2 separate regions of the Ovis aries genome follow, and region 1 is linked to region 2. A link is a contact called in public Hi-C data. All regions are on one chromosome and are shown on one strand. The core of a region is the stretch at or near the end of the contact, and the rest is flanking DNA. Distances in the headings are between cores, read along the strand shown. Region 1 holds the start of ELF3 (E74 like ETS transcription factor 3). Region 2 overlaps LOC105610032 (basic salivary proline-rich protein 1-like).

The links. Hi-C and Micro-C count contacts between places; a contact is called where the count stands out from the background.
Region 1: a contact with region 2 is called in a Hi-C map of tail adipose tissue, with 3 times the contacts expected there. The contact joins the promoter of ELF3 here to the enhancer-like site in region 2. A contact is called at or near these places in 4 of 16 Hi-C or Micro-C datasets (hypothalamus, liver, retroperitoneal adipose tissue and 1 more).

What each region holds. Positions count from the first base shown.
Region 1 is chr12:79,891,589-79,894,581 of ARS-UI_Ramb_v3.0, reverse strand. It overlaps ELF3 (E74 like ETS transcription factor 3), which reads left to right and starts at 1,442. Exons shown (of 9, transcript XM_027976036.2): 1 at 1,442-1,578; 2 at 1,931-2,101; 3 at 2,329-2,550; 4 at 2,644-2,739; 5 at 2,830-2,949. The coding sequence starts at 1,939.
Region 2 is chr12:79,857,140-79,860,509 of ARS-UI_Ramb_v3.0, reverse strand. LOC105610032 (basic salivary proline-rich protein 1-like) reads right to left here. Exons shown (of 3, transcript XM_060396809.1): 1 at 1,841-3,370; 2 at 1,057-1,332. Among named protein-coding and RNA genes, the nearest start is that of GPR37L1, 24 kb to the right of the region's middle. Within about 2 kb of position 1,464, at least 1 of the 54 cell types and tissues checked has an H3K27ac peak or open chromatin away from gene starts, as enhancers often do. A contact at or near this core is called in tail adipose tissue, where this site is marked.

The sequences.
Region 1 (2,993 bases), core at 193-2,692, 34 kb before region 2:
CCTCGCCAAGGCCCTCCTGGGTCACAGCCACAGCCGCTGCCCTGGAGGGCCGGCTCAGGAGCACGTGAGCGTGAGCCGTCCTGAGGCTGGAGCCGGTTCGCCCGCATTCCAGGGCTGGGGTAGAGGGCGTGCCTCGGGCTGTGGGGGAGGCTGCCTGGAGGGCTGGGGAGCTCTCCCCTGCAACCTGCCCCCCTTCACCCCAGTCTGGCCTGGCCCCCACGTCTGGGCCAAGGGAAGGGCTGGGACCTCAGTGCCGGAGAGGGGCATCTGTCCTACCGGGGGTTAAAGCAAGGCGGGGGTGTCCTCACTCAGGAGACTGAGCAGGTGGCCGCCCCAGCCCTGGTGCAGACCAAGGAGGGCGGCGAGGGGTGCTCAGATGTCGTGTCTCTGATGCGTTAAAAAAACGTCCGGAGGAGACTCAGGGCTATTAGGCCCACAGAGCCTTGTCTTCAAGGGTGGGAAATGGAGGAGACCCCTGGCTGCCCCCACGCAGGCCTGCGTGGTCTCGGGACAGCCCTTGTGGTTACGAATGAGCTCATGGAGGGGCCGTGGTCGGAGGGGTCCCCTGCCCACAGGGAGGGCGAGGGTGTCTGCGGGGAGCACCAGCTGGGGATTCAGACCTCAGCCCCACTTCACCAGCCCCCCTGGCCCGGGCGAGTCTGTGGGCCGCCAGCTGCCACCTTGAGGGCCCTGCTGAGGGTCAGATGGGGCCTGCTCCCTGAAGAGCACCCAGCTGGGCCCAGGGAGCCGGGCCTCTGACGCTAGGGGGCAGCAGGCCTATGCCGGTCTGCTACGCAGAGGGGTAAACACGGCCGCACGGGGCTGGCCCCTCGCTCGGTGGCCCCAGAGGCAGCTCTGTCGGGGACAGTGGGGGGGTCCTTCTGACAGCGCCAGGGCCCCCAGACACGGCTGCAGCAACCCTGAGGCTCAGGTGGCATCAGGCAGGCAGGGGGTGCCGAGACCTTGCCCCCAGCCTCCTGCCAGCGGTGGGCCCGTGGCTGGCCCTGCGGCCGCCCATCCAGCAGCCCTGACTGTTGCCCCAGACCTCCGCGCCTTCCCTGCCTACCTGCCTGCCCTAGTCCTCAGACCTGCAGGTAGCCTTCCTGACCCAGCCCTGACCCCCGTCCCCTCCCCTCCCCTCTGCCCAGCCCCGGCCTGGCCCCCCTGAGGAATTTCCTGAGCAGAGAGGGCACATGCCCACCCGGGGCCGCCCGCCCAGGCCACTGCCCCAGAGGGCGCGGGTGACGGACCTGACAATCATTAAACCAGCTAGGCCTGACTTCCCAGCACCGGCGGCCTGGACCCCAGCCAAGTGGCACAAAGTATGCAAATCACCTGGGCCAGGAGCCCCGTCTAAAGGCCAGGAAATCCCCTCGGCCAATGAGCCGCCAGCTCAGGTTACCGCGGGCGCCTATAAAGGCCCGGGTGCGGGCGGAGCTCCAACGCCCCTACTGAGCGCGCTGGGAGCGCAGCCAGAGCCTCGGCTACCTGGCTACCTGGCTACCTGGTGGGGCCCCTTCCCCTGGATTTCCTCCGCCGGCAGCCCCTGGCCTGCCTGCCACACCCTCAGCTGCCACGGTAGGACCCCCGCCCGGCCCGGGGGATGGGGAGGGGCGGTGGAGCTCGGTTCTGAATCTGCGCAAGCGGGAGTGCCGGGCCGTGTCCTGACGGCAAGGGAAGGACGCGGTGGCCGTGATAGCTGGTCCCACCCGCAGACCCAGGCGGGCAGAACAGGGAGCCCGGCCTGGTGCCCTGCTCACCACACGCTCTCACTCCGCTCTGAGACCTTGGAGCCTCTTTGGAGGAGAGCTGGTCCCAAGACAGGCTGACCTTCCCGCCCTTGGGGCTCTAACTGCCCCAGGCCTGGTGGGAGCAGGATGGCCCGCGGGTGAGGCAGGGTGCCGGCCTCACCAGCCTCCCCCGCTCCCAGGGAGCCCCATGGCTGCGACCTGTGAGATCAGCAACGTTTTCAGCAACTACTTCAGCACCATGTACAGCTCGGACGACCCCACTCTCGCCTCTGTGCCCCCTGCGCCCACCTTTGGGGCCGATGACCTGGTGCTGGCCCTGGGCAGCCCGCAGGTGGCCCTAGAGGGCTCAGGTGGGTCTCAGGAGAGGCTGGGCATTTGGGGCGAGAGCCTGGGATTGGGAGGGATCGGGCAGGGGGCGGGCTGGGGTGTTGGGGCTTGGGGGTACCTGCCTGGGGGGGTGCTGGCCAGGGTGCCGTGAGCACCACCACCTGCCCCCGTCCGGGTGGGGGGGGGAACCCCGGGAATCCCCAGCGGGTGCCAGAGGGGGCTGACCCTTGACTGCGCTGGCCCCTTGCAGAGAAGGCCAGCTGGCTGGGGGAGCAGCCCCAGTTGTGGTCCAAAGCGCAGGTCCTGGACTGGGTCAGCTACCAGGCGGAGCGGCACAGGTGTGACCCTGGCACCATCGACCTCTCGCGCTGCGAGCTGGACGGCGCGGCCCTGTGCCGCTGCGCGCCCGAGGAGCTGCGCCTGCTGTTCGGACCCCTGGGGGACCAGCTCTACTCACAGCTCTGGGACCTCAGTGAGTACCCCTACCCCGGCAGGGAGGCTGGTTGCCCCGGGGAGGGGAAGGAAGGGGAGCCGACTCTCTGGGCTCTGACCCCCTCATCCTCAGCTTCCAGCTTCCCCGACGAGCTCAGCTGGATCATGGAGCTTCTGGAGAAGGACAGCCTGGCCCTCCAGGAGCCTCTCGGGGAGCAAGGCCCCTTTGGTGAGAGCCCCTCCTCCATCCTTCCCCAGCCTGACGGCCCCCAGCTGGGAGAGCCAGGGCCCCCTCTGACCACTCACCCCCTGCCCCCAGACCAGGAAAGCCCCTTCGCCCAGGAGATGCTCGAGGACTGCAGGCAGGCCAGCCCCACCTACCCAGGCAGCTTTGGCGCGGGGGCGCCCTCCCCAGGTAGCTCCGACGTCTCCACCGCAGGTGAGCCCTCCCTCAGGCGTCTGCCCGCCGCCGCCCTCCCGGAT
Region 2 (3,370 bases), core at 215-2,714:
CCTCCTTTCAACCATGTTTGTATTGCATGAGAAACATCAGCAAACCACAACTGAGGAGCCTTTTCCAGGATATCTCACCGGCAGTCTCACACTGCCAAGGCTGTCGAAAGCAAGGAAAGCCTGGGACTCCCCTGGTCTCCAGCAGTTATGAGTCAACCTCCCAATGCGAGGGGCACAGGTTCGATTCCGGGTCAGAGAAATAAGATCTTACATGTCACTAGGAAACTAAGCCTGAGGGCTGCAACCACTGAGCCCAGGTGCTCCAACGAGAGAGAAGCCCACAGACGACTGTGCAGGACGCAGTGAGGACCCTTCAGGCCATGGCTAAGCCCTGGTCAGCCAACATGAAGCCGGTCAGGCGCGCTCCACAGCGAGAGGAGTCCTCTAGGGGAGAGCCCACACAGTGCTGCTGGGGAGCAGCCCCCGCTCACGACAGCCAGGGAAAGCCCTCGCGCGGCAGTGGAGGCCCAGCACGGCCAGAAACAGGGAAGCAAGGTGACACAGCCGTTAAAGCAAACAGCAGCAAAGCGAGGAAGTCTGGGAAAATGGTGCAGCCAAGGGGAGTCTGAGAAGACGTGACACCTATAGGTCACGCGGCCCCTGGACGGGATCTGGGAGCAGGAAAAAGGACGTTAGGTAAAGACTAAGGGTGCCTGCATTCAGCGTGGACGGTGTGAGCTGCGGAGGGCGGGCTCACACTCCCTGACACGCGCACCAAACGTGACCTAAGGTGCTGCTGAGGGACGTGACGAACTTGGGAGGATCCCTCATTTTTCTAGAAAGTTAACATTATTCTAAACTCCACCCCTAGGCAAAAGTTTATTCTAAGAAAACGGTAAGCCCACAGCATTCTTTCCACTTAACACCCCCACAGCTTCCTATCGCACTCGAAATCAGAATCTTTAGCCTGACCCAGAGTGGCTGGGGCTTCCCAGGGCTCCCTGGGCAGGTCCTGCCGGGTCCTGCGGGGAGCCTGGCATCAACTGTTCCTCTGCCTTCCCATCTTCCCGCTCTCAGTTTAAACATCACCTTCTTAGGCATCCCGGACGTCCTCACCTAAGTAGATGTCAGGACTTCCGAGGTGGTCCAGGGGCTAAGACGCTGTGCCAGCAAAGCAGGGGCCCGGGTTCCATCCCTGGTCAGGGCACCAGGGCCCGCATGTGGCGGCTAAAGATCCCACACGCAGCACTGAGACCCGCCGGGGCCAAACACAGGAGTCAGGGGCCACCGGTCCCTGCCCGGGCTCTCAGCCCTGCTGACTCCTAATTCCTGCCTGACGTCCTTGTTCTGCTTGTCTGCTGTCTGCGAGACCAGGGCCTTAATCTCCAGAACCTAGGAATCGGGCAGGAAGGGCATTCAGTTAGTATTTGTTGAATGAAAACAGGATTTCCCAACGTTCTGTCTTCAGAGCCTGTTGCTCTGTTTTGTTTAGAAAACACGCTCGCTCAGCCCCGCTCACTGGGTGATCGGTCACTCCCTGTTACTGCCCTGTCTTCTTGGTCATCTTGTGATGTTGCCTGGTCAGTGGCTGACAGAGTTGTAGTTGTCTTGGGGAGATTCCGGTGCAGGCGGGGGCTCTGGGTGGATGCCCAGCAGGGTGGCTCCAGCCCTGCTCCCTTCTCGCCCTGCAAAGCGCCCTGGCCCCAGCTCGCATACTGCTTGTTTTGTGTTTTAGACCTTCCGGTAAACTCTCATCTAACAGTTCTAAGGCTCAAGCATGTATGAGCACCACTACAATGGATCGTTTTACTTCTGAGCCAAAATTTTTAAGGCCTGAAAAGACGCCAACATCATCAGCAGGTTAGGGAAACGCAAATCAAAGCCGCAGCTTCACACTCACCAGGACGGCTTCGAGCAAAAACACAGGGGCTTCCCCGGTGGGCCAGTGGCTAATACTCCACTGTGCCAGTGCAGGAGGCCCGGTTCAATTCCTGGTCAGGGGCCTGTATCCCACAGCTGAGAGTGCGCATGTCGCAACTGGAGATCCCAATGCTGCAACCAAGACTCGGCTCAGCCAAACAAACAAACGTAAACAAAATAAAATTCCTGGTTGCGGAACTAAGATTCCACGCAGGGCGGCCAAAAAACAGAGCAAAAGACAGACAACAAGCACTTGGCTAGGATGTGGAGAAGCTGGAGCCTCCTGCAGTGCTGGGGGGACTGTATCGGAAAAGGGTGCAGCCACTTTGGAAGAGTCTAGTAGTTCCTCAAAATGGTGAAGATCTTATGATTACGCGACCCAGCAATTTCACTCTCAGGCAAGAGAGCTCACACAGCCTTGCGCGTGGACACTCATAGATGCTTTATTCATAAGAGGGAAATGTCGGTTGATAAACGGAGAAACGAAACGTGGTCTATCCATGAAACAATATCATTCACCCGTAAAAGTAGGGCATCACTCCATGCTACGATGCGGACGGACCTTAGAAGCATCACGCAAAATGAGAGGAGCCAGTCACAAAGGGCCGCCTGTTGTGGGACTCCATTGACAAGAAACACCCAGAACAGGAGATGCACGGAGACAGGACGTGGGGTCAGGCTGCCGGGGCCTGGGGCTTCCCAGGCGGCTCAGGGGTAAAGAGCCCGCCTGCCCAGGCAGGGGAACAAGAGACGCAGGTTCGATGCCTGGGTCAGGAGGAGGCCCTGGAAGAGGGCTCGGCAACCCACCCCAGCATTCTTGCCTGGAGAATCCCACGGACAGAGGAGCCTTGTGGGCCACAGTCCAGAGGGTCGCAAAGAGTCGGACACGACTGAGCGCCTGAGAACACACAGGCGCAGTGGGTGGTTGGGGAAACGGCGAGTGGCTGCTTGTCTGTGTGGAGTTCCTTCCGGGGCTGACCAAGTGTTCTAAACATGTTGCACAATTCTACGAATAGGTTAAAATCCACTGAATTGTGTTCTGAACGGGTGACTGAAGGCATCGTTGTCACCAAGTCGTGTCTGACTCTTCGCGACCTCATGCACTGCAGCACACCAGACTGCCCCGCCCTTCACTGTCTCCCAGCGTTTACTCAGACTCGTGTCCGTTGAGTCAGTGGTGCCACCAACCCTCTCATCCTGTGCCGTCCCCTCTCCCTCCTGCATCTTGCCCAGCATCAGGGTCTTTTCCACTGAGTCGGCTCTTCACAGCAGGTGGCCACAATACTGGAGCTTCAGCTCCAGCATCAGTCCTTCCAGTGAATATTCAGGGCTGATCTCCTTTAGGATGGACTGGTTGGATCTCCTTGCAGTCCAAGGGACTCTCAACGGTCTTCTCCAGCACCACAGTTCGAAAGCATCGGCTCTTCGGCCCTCAGCTTTCTCTATAGTCCGACTCTCACATCCATACATGACCACTGGAAAAACCGTAGCTTTGACTGTACGGACCTTT